Regions from separate parts of the Mus musculus genome. Here regions 2 and 3 are each linked to region 1. The links are chromatin contacts, called in public Hi-C and promoter capture Hi-C maps. All regions are on one chromosome and are shown on one strand. The core of a region is the stretch at or near the end of the contact, and the rest is flanking DNA. Distances in the headings are between cores, read along the strand shown. Region 1 overlaps Ncor2 (nuclear receptor co-repressor 2). Region 2 overlaps Gm32585 (a long non-coding RNA gene). Region 3 has its middle 36 kb from the start of Gm32585.

The links. Hi-C and Micro-C count contacts between places; a contact is called where the count stands out from the background. Capture Hi-C pulls out chosen DNA fragments and counts their contacts.
Region 2: a Hi-C map of bone marrow-derived macrophages shows a contact between it and region 1, with 40 read pairs. The contact joins two enhancer-like sites. A contact is called at or near these places in 4 of 484 Hi-C or Micro-C datasets (bone marrow-derived macrophages, cerebral cortex, muscle stem cells and 1 more), 18 of 115 datasets of contacts at active chromatin or transcription factors (SST interneurons, bone marrow-derived macrophages, craniofacial prominence and 12 more) and 4 of 9 other capture datasets (adipose tissue, embryonic stem cells, liver and 1 more).
Region 3: a contact with region 1 is called in a promoter capture Hi-C map of pancreatic islet. The contact joins two enhancer-like sites. A contact is called at or near these places in 1 of 484 Hi-C or Micro-C datasets (liver), 9 of 115 datasets of contacts at active chromatin or transcription factors (the SCID.adh cell line, SST interneurons, embryonic basal ganglia and 5 more) and 3 of 9 other capture datasets (adipose tissue, liver and pancreatic islet).

What each region holds. Positions count from the first base shown.
Region 1 is chr5:125,057,114-125,059,801 of GRCm38.p6, forward strand. All of the region lies in intron 17 of Ncor2 (nuclear receptor co-repressor 2), which reads right to left. Among named protein-coding and RNA genes, the nearest start is that of Rflna, 55 kb to the left of the region's middle. Within about 2 kb of position 1,323, at least 178 of the 459 cell types and tissues checked have an H3K27ac peak or open chromatin away from gene starts, as enhancers often do. A contact at or near this core is called in SST interneurons, bone marrow-derived macrophages, cerebral cortex and 8 more, where this site is marked.
Region 2 is chr5:125,244,047-125,246,734 of GRCm38.p6, forward strand. The region is part of intron 2 of Gm32585 (a long non-coding RNA gene); the gene reads right to left. Among named protein-coding and RNA genes, the nearest start is that of Gm32585, 7.0 kb to the right of the region's middle. Within about 2 kb of position 1,320, at least 227 of the 459 cell types and tissues checked have an H3K27ac peak or open chromatin away from gene starts, as enhancers often do. A contact at or near this core is called in SST interneurons, bone marrow-derived macrophages, cerebral cortex and 7 more, where this site is marked.
Region 3 is chr5:125,214,660-125,217,347 of GRCm38.p6, forward strand. No RefSeq gene overlaps it. Among named protein-coding and RNA genes, the nearest start is that of Gm32585, 36 kb to the right of the region's middle. RefSeq lists an enhancer at 304-2,094. Within about 2 kb of position 1,347, at least 200 of the 459 cell types and tissues checked have an H3K27ac peak or open chromatin away from gene starts, as enhancers often do. A contact at or near this core is called in SST interneurons, liver and pancreatic islet, where this site is marked.

The sequences.
Region 1 (2,688 bases), core at 73-2,572:
TTCCAGAACCTGGCGGCTGGGGCTGCGTTTATTTATATTACCCGAGTGCCGTCCAAGAGGGCCCAACAAACACGTCAGGCCGAGGGATCGCAGGCCCGGAACCCCAGGGCAGGTCTCCATTTGGAGCTGTTGGGGGTGGGGTGCAATGAAGACTTGGGAGGGGAGGGTGGCCCGACCCCGGGGAACAGACATTTCCAAATTCAGTTAGGTCAATAGGGAGTCAGAACAGCTGGGTCTCCCAACTAACTCAGCCTATAAAAGCTAGAAACTGTCAGGGTGGGGGGGATGACGCTCAGCTGTTCCCGAACACGTGTGGTCAGGGAAGAGCACTGGGCAGAGCTGTTGGGGAGGCCCTTCCCAGAGTGTGCCACACAGCCCTGGGGAGACAGGAGCTTCCTCTACTCTTGTTCTAGGAACCTTACATTAGGGTGCTGTGCACAGGAGCACTTCATATCCCGTGTCGTAGAGACAGCCCAGCTGCTCTGTCCACCCCGGGGAAGCCCCGCTGAGAATGCCCCAGGCACGCTTGGAGCTAAGACTAAGTACAGCCTCCTTCCAGGGGATCTTGGCTGCACCCTAGAAAGGCAAGAAGGAGCGCCAGGCCACGGGTCCAAAATTCCAAGACCCCACCACCACCACATGTGCAGCTGAAATTTCCTGTAGCCCCATAGAAGTCCCCGTCACCAGCCAACCCCACCCTCTTGCCCCGCCAGCTGGGGACCACTCACATCCTCTCATCTGCGTCTCCCCCTCGGCCAAGTTTTCCGGAAACATCCGGCTGGAAGGATGCTCCAGGGAGCGGAGCGGTGATTAGGAGGCTGTGGCCGCAAGGCTCCTTAGGGCTTCTTGCTGGTATCCCCCGGTTCTACCTCTGTTCACATCCTCAGGAGCCGAGAGGGCAAAAGCAGGCACTGGGGATGGCCCCAGGACTCCTCCGGCTGCAGCTACCAGCTGCCCCAAAGAACAGAGCAGTGCCCTTCCTGCTTGGGAAGGGAGCGAGGGCTACGGCAGCAGCGGGAAGTTGTCAGTTCTGTGTGCTGGGTTTCTCTGTGCCAGGCGTCACCAGTGCGCACGCGGCGTCCGCAGATCTTCCAGGCACCAGTGTCTCAGAGAGGACACTTGGTGAGGGTGCTGTCCCGGAGCCCCCAGACCCACCAAGCCACAAGAAATCCAAAAGCCCCGGGCAAGACAGGGCCAGGCAGCCGTGTCCCTAAACGGCTGGGCTGTGGGACCCAGGGCTCCGCGCGGCTCTTCTTGCTGCCTGACCCAACGAGCCGCGTCAGGACTGAATGTGACCTCCAGACGCGGCGGGCGGGGGCGGGCGGGGGCCGGGCACAGGCCCAGGTTCGGCTGGGCGGGCCAACTGGCACAGGCTCCCTCCCTCTCTCCCCATCCGTGGCAGCGTCAGCAGCGGTAAGAACAGACTGAGGGATCCAGAAAAACAGAGCTCCCACCCCCGGCAGGCAGGGAGCAAGCAGCCTCTTCCGCCCGCCCGCCAGCCAGCCCTCCCGCCAGCCAGCCGGTTCCACCTGCGGTCGCACCCCCCCTTTCCTCACAGGCCCCCAAAGCCTGGACCTCTCGGAGGGCTGTGGGTGGCCAAGGCTTTCTATGGGGGTGGAGGGTGGGGAACTTGGGATGTACTTAGGAGTACTCCAACACCACAGCCATTTGGGGGGGGGGGGAGGTATGGGACTCCCAGAGGTCTGGCCAAGGGTCTGGGGACCCTGGTTACCTAATACATCCTCTATTCTCCGAGAACACCTGCTGCAAGGTCCCAAGGGCTCCCGGGAGGCCAAGACAACTAAGCAGCCTCCTAGAGCAGCATCCCGTCAGGTTGACTTCTAGAACCAACTCTTCCCTCTAGCCCTTGCCCTTCCATTCTGTTCTAGAAGTCCAGGGGACTGGGACAGAAAGATGGTGCTTCCCTGTATCCCGGCCGGCTGGTGGAGAGATTCCTAATCCTGCTGAGGACACAGGTCATTCCCACAGAATCCCACCGTGCTCCACAGGGAACTCCAAAGGGGGCCTATGCAAGCATACCCCCTGTGAAAATGTCAGGGTGCTCCTGGAAGGACACCCCAAAGCTCCTAAGGCTGGAGAGCTACAGAGAACAGACAGCTCTACTGCTCCCAACCCCAGAGAAGGCCCCAGGACATCTGCCCAAGGAGCATTTTGGGCCCTGCGGCTGGCTCTAGGGATGGGGGTAGGGTGGCCTCTCATCTCCATAGCATCTACTCCCCAAAGACCAGCTCTTTGTTCCACACTCATGGGTTTTGATTGAGCTGCAAATGGCTCTCTCAAAAAGGAGCTCTAGACACCTGAGTGTCAGAGGCAGGGATCCATGAAGATCCCCTGAATGTCTGTCCTGGGAGTGTTGGGCCTGTGTGCTCGGTGCAACAGTTTTGCCAGCCTGCCTTGCGGTCTTGGGTTCTCCCACCCCACTAATTTCTAAGGAAGGAATTTCAGAGGCAGCTACTTAGGAAGTGAAATTGGCCAAGACAGGAAGTCAAGGCAGGGGGCCTGAAGCTGGCAGAGAGCTGAAAGAGCCCAGTCGCCACAGAGGGGAGGGGCGAAATGGTGGCCAAAGGTGACCCTTTCTCATGCTCTACCTGGGACCCATGAAGCACTCCAGTGGCTCAGGGGCTGTGACTGTTCCAGTCCCCAATCCCCTCCACAGGGGTCTGAGCT
Region 2 (2,688 bases), core at 70-2,569, 190 kb after region 1:
ACCCCTCCCTCAGCCCTGGCACCCAGTGTCCCGCCTCCCATCTGCATGTGACAGCTGCAGCTGCCTCCCACGGGGCCTCTTGCCATCTGGGGGGCTGGCTGCTTCTTAGCTGAGTCTCTGTGTGTCACAGCTTGTGGCACAACTCCCTTCTCTCCCCCGTTTCTTCGTGTCTTAAATAGATTTTCTTTTTTCAGAGCATTGGGGACCTGCAGCAGGGAGCCAGCCAAGCCGAGGGAGAGGGAGGCTCCTAAGGGACCCAATATGTGTGGCAGCAGGGGTGGGGGGGGTATGTGTGCGGGTGGTGGGGGGAGAGGAGAAAGGAAGAAGACTACAGATTAAGTCCATCAGGTGCAAAGGTCCTGTGGTCAGAGACTTGCTCATAGAGACAGAAGGCTAGGAAGCAGGAAGGCCAGGGGTCTCAGGATGAGCCTCAACTCAGTCATATCAGCTACCGGCCCTGGGCACAGAGGCCTCACAGGGGAATAGAAGACAAGTGGGTCTTCTCTTCCTCCCAGGGAAAGACATGAGAACAGGCTCTACTCCCAGCCTGGCCTCATCACTATCCTCAGAGCAAAATATGACAGTCCTGTGTGATCTGAGGCTCAGGTAAGTTCTGAAACGGACTGAGCATCTCGAAGCGCCTAGCCCTGGCTGGGGAGCCGATTTGGAGCCAGCTAGGAGGCACACTGCATTCAGGTTCCACTTCCTGGATCCTTCTTGGCCACATAGAAGGTCACACCAGGGGGCCAGCCGCCTTCCTGACCCCACTGCTCAATTGTACTTTGTATCTGCTGTCTGCTCGGATCTGAGTCTCTCCCGGTGCCTGGCCCACTGTGGATGTAAGTGCCCACATTTGGTAGACAGTCAGAGAGACCCTGCTGTGTGTTAGTTCTGAGCTGGTGACAGGCCACAATCCTGAGCCAGCCTGGAAAAATGCAGAGTGGGAGGCTGGGGGGGGGGGGGGCGCCGAGGGACCTCCAGCTGCCAGCAGCAGCAGATCTGATTTTGCCTGCACTTGCAAAGAAGTGAGCACCAGCCAGGAGCAGCTCAGGGTGTGGAGCAGCCTAGGCAGAGGTCCCGAGGCAGGGCTGCCTCCAAAAACCAGTGGAAGCCATCAGGAAGGCAGATGTGAAGGGCAAAAGGGGTCACCCGTGTGTGTGTGTGGGGGGGGGGGGAGTGTATCACTGGCGTGAGAGGAAGGGCGCCACTGGCATGAGGGGAGGGCAACCGGGATCTTCGCTCTAAGGAAGGTGGGAGTCACAGGAGGAGAGTAGATGCTTTGGGCTGTAACAGATTTAACAGACTGCTGCTGCTTAAGAGATGAAGCTGGTAGGGGAAGGCGTGGCCACTGGAAACCCAGAGGACTGGATTAGTGCACAGGGTCCAGGCAACAAAGGTGGCTGGAACCAGGAACTGTGATCCTCGCTAATGAAATGGTTGCAGAACAGGCTGGGGGCGGGGGTGGGGGGGGGGTGGAGGGAGAAGCAGCCAGGGGTGACCCTGAGTCCTTAGTCCGGCATAGACAGATGGTTCAGCTTGGCAGAGATGTGAAATGCCAAGAAGGGGGCCTGAGGCCCATCTCCAGCAGCGGTAAGTTCAAGATGCCGTGAGCCATCTGCCACTCCATGGCGGCAGCGTTGAGTTCCCTCCTGGGACCCCCGCTGCAGGAAACAGGATGCGCTGTCTGCCTGGAGAATCCAGAACCTTTGCTCATCTCGGCTCGCCTCGGGCGCTCTGGCTCCTCTGGGGATTAGGCGAGCCAACCCGATCTTTCTCTGAGCTCAGCAGCTCTGCCTCTGCCTTACGCCGTGGGGAGGCTGGCGTCATAAATGAGCCACTGTGATCCCCAGCCTCAGATGTGTCTCCTGGAGCGGCTCAGACAATAGACGGGATTTGGATGAGCTCACGCTGTGGCGGGCACCTTAGACGCGCCATGAATCACGACACGGGACAGGAAGCCACAGTGATCTCAGTCCCTAAGAGGGAATAAGAGAGGCCCCTAGGCCCCTCCTGCCCCAAATTACCATTCTGTGTGCAAGCAGGGTGGTGCACTCAGGGCGCGCGCATACTGGCTTGTGTTCATGTGGTGTGTGTGTGTGTGTGTGTGTGTGTGTGTGTGTGTGTCCCAGATTTAGAGTAAAAGGAGAGATGAAGGTTGTTTCTGTTTTATTTTGAAACATGTAGCCCTGGCTGACTTGGAACTTGCTCTGCACACCAGGCTTGGAACTCTGAGTTCTATCTCCTATCTCTGCTTCCTGAATCCTGGGCTTAAAGGTGTGTGCCACCACGGTCAGCAAGTGAAGGTTTTCTTGAGGACATGAGGAAGATGTCATTGTTGCAGGTCCCTGAGCAAAGTACCTGGCCTCTCTGGGTTTCTTTCTTTATCCCACAGTAGGTAAGGATAACAATTACTAAAGATGCTGAGATGAACCACTCCCTTCTGATGCTCAGAACAGGGTGGTGTACCATTTTAAGAATGGGTATGGTGGCCGGGTGTGGTGGCACACGCCTTTAATCCCAGCACTCGGGAGGCAGAGGCAGGCGAATTTCTGAGTTCAAGGCCAGCCTGATCTACAGAGTGAGTTCCAGGACAGTCAGGGCTATACAGAGAAACCCTGTCTCAAAAAAAAAGAAAGAAAGAAAGAAAGAAAGAAAGAAAGAAAGAAAGAAAGAAAGAAAGAAAGAAAG
Region 3 (2,688 bases), core at 97-2,596, 160 kb after region 1:
GCAGTCAGTGCTCTTAACCACTGAGCCATCTCTCCAGCCCAGGCCTTGAACTTTCTATCCTCTCTAGTTGACTGCTATCATACTATGCTTAGACACTCCAAAATAGCTAGCTACCCATGGGTCAGTGAGATGCCTCACAAGTTAAAAACACTTGCTCTTGCAGAGGATCCAGATTCGGTTCTCAGCAACCCACATGATGGCTCACAGCCATCTCTAACTCCAGTTCCAGGGGATCAGATGCCCTCTTCTGGCCTCTACCAGCTTCTCAGGAACACGGACTTCCCCGGAGGCTGGCCTCTTTGCCGGTCCTCATCCTGACTCTCTGATGGGGAATGGCATCTACCGTGTGGCTTTTTGCCTGTCATCAGAGGGTCCTGGCTTGAGATTTCACATCCAAGTGTATCACCCGCTGTCCCTGTTGGAAGGCTGAGGTGCATCTGTTGTCCTGGGCCATGGGTTACTCTGTCAGCTCTGTCCCCACAGGATGTGGGATGTCCCTGCCTGGCCACACTCTGGCCTTGTGTTACCTCCCCCACTCTGAGGGTGAAGATGGTCTTCCTGGGATAAGCCATAATCTCACCATGCAGCTTGATCCAACCATACCTGTTCCTGCCTGTCTGTCACCAGTCGCCCCTCTTGTGGGATGCTGAGAATCTGATATGAATCGTATTTACCCTTACTATCTCAAATAGGGTCACCGGACAGGTCTACCCATGCATGCCTGGGACTGTCCCAATTTTGCATCAGGAGTCCCATATCCCTAGAATATCTCAGGCTGATGGGAGCCAGTGGGGTAGTGGGTAGCTCTCCCTTGAATGTCGAACCAGTAAGCAGAAAAAACGGGCACAAAGCCATCACCTGGCTGCAGGGGCAGCCACTTCCGCCCAGCTCCAGCTGACCTTGGCCCTGGCCTGCTGGGCTGCTGCCCAGACCTTCTGGATAGTTCTTTTTCTAAAAGACACAAAGTACACAGCTCTAGCTGTACTTATTCAATACATGTAACTTATTCAAATTAACACAAAGAAAAACGAGTCAGAGAGCTGAACCTTATGTGGATAAATAGTCAAGGTTGGCCAGAAAGCTACTGCTCCCTTGGAGGGGAGAGAGGGCTCCGAAGCACAGGGGCACGGATCGGAGCAGGAGGCTCCCAGCAAAGCCTGGCGGGAGAAGATGTCTGTTCAAAGAGGTCCCCACCCCATGGGGCCTCTTTCCTCCCCAGCTTGGGAAGGGCCCTCGCCCACCAACTCCCCTCACCCAGGTGGCCGCCAGCCACCCCCTCACAGTGTGTGGCGTGTTTGTAGAAAGGAAGCCCAACACTGCGCAAACACGCTGCTCCGCCGCCAGCCCTCGCCAGATGGTCCCACGCTTCGGCAGCTGAGACTGCTTTGTGAGGCTCGCCCGCCCGCCTGCCTGCGTCAGAGCCCCCCACCTCCACCCCGTCTTTGCCAGGCCTGCCTGCCTGCCTGGTGGAGCCTCTGGGCAAGCTTCCTCTTGCTCCGGGATCCTGCTCCCACTCGGCAGGTTTTTCTTGGCCCCCACACAGGAAGGCTTATTCAACGGGGAATCTTCTGGGACTTCTCACCCCCACAGCGCCATCCCCCTGTGACCTGAGCCCGATGAGCTGGCTCGGTTATCGTTAATTGTTCTCAGACAGATGGCTTGGCCCAGACTCTTACCTTCCCCAGGCGAGGGGCCCTGACCTTGACCGTGGGCATTCTTGAAGAGATTGTTCTAGTCCGCACTGGGCGGGGACCATGAGCTTGGAGACACAGTTTGGGCTTGGAGAAGGGGGACTGGGGCTCTCAGGAGAGTTTGGGAATAAAGGCATCACTTGGAGCCCAAAAGGGGTGAACCTGAGAGGATCATGGCTTCTCCTCCACGGAGCCCTCTGGGATTGCAGCTTCTGCAGCAAAGTCCTGAGTTGAACTCTTCCCAACTGGAGTTGGTAGGGCAGACACCTCACTCGGGTCTCTCTTTTAAAGTAAGATTCTGTGGTAATTTGAGGAATATCTCCTCCCAGATCTTAACCTTTTATTAAGGATGATCCCAGATATTGATGGGGAAAGGCAGTGGCTTTGGAGAGGGTGTGGCTACCCCAAGGCTACCTTTAATCCTAGCACTTTCTGAGTTTGAGGCTAACCTGGTCTATCCATAGTTGAGTTCCAGGGCAGCCTGGGCTATATAGTAGAACTTTAGAGAAGGGAAAGAGGGAGAAGAAGGGGTAGGGGGAGGGAGAGCGAGAGAGAAAGAGAGGACATTGAAGGGTCCAGCAGGTAGGGCAAAGGTCCTGGGGTAGGAACAGCTTAAAAATTATTTTAATACTTTCTGTGTATGGGTGTTTTGCTTGCTTGTATGTGCGCCACATGAATACAGAGGCCACAGAGGCCAAAAGAGGACAACAGGTGTCCCCAGGGACTGGAGTTACAGAAGATTGTAAGCTGCCATGTGGGAGCTGGTAACTGAACCCACGTCCTCTGGAAGAGCAATAAATGCTCCTAACCACTGAGCCATCTCTCTTGACACTAACTGCTCTTGTACCTTGCTTTTTGAGAGATAGGGTCTTTCACCGGGACCTGGGGCTCCCCAGTTAGGCTAGGCTGGCTGGCTCTTCGGGATCTGATCTACCAGTCTCTGCCCCCCCCCCCCCCAGTGCTGGGATTATAAATGGGTACATCCACACCTTGAACT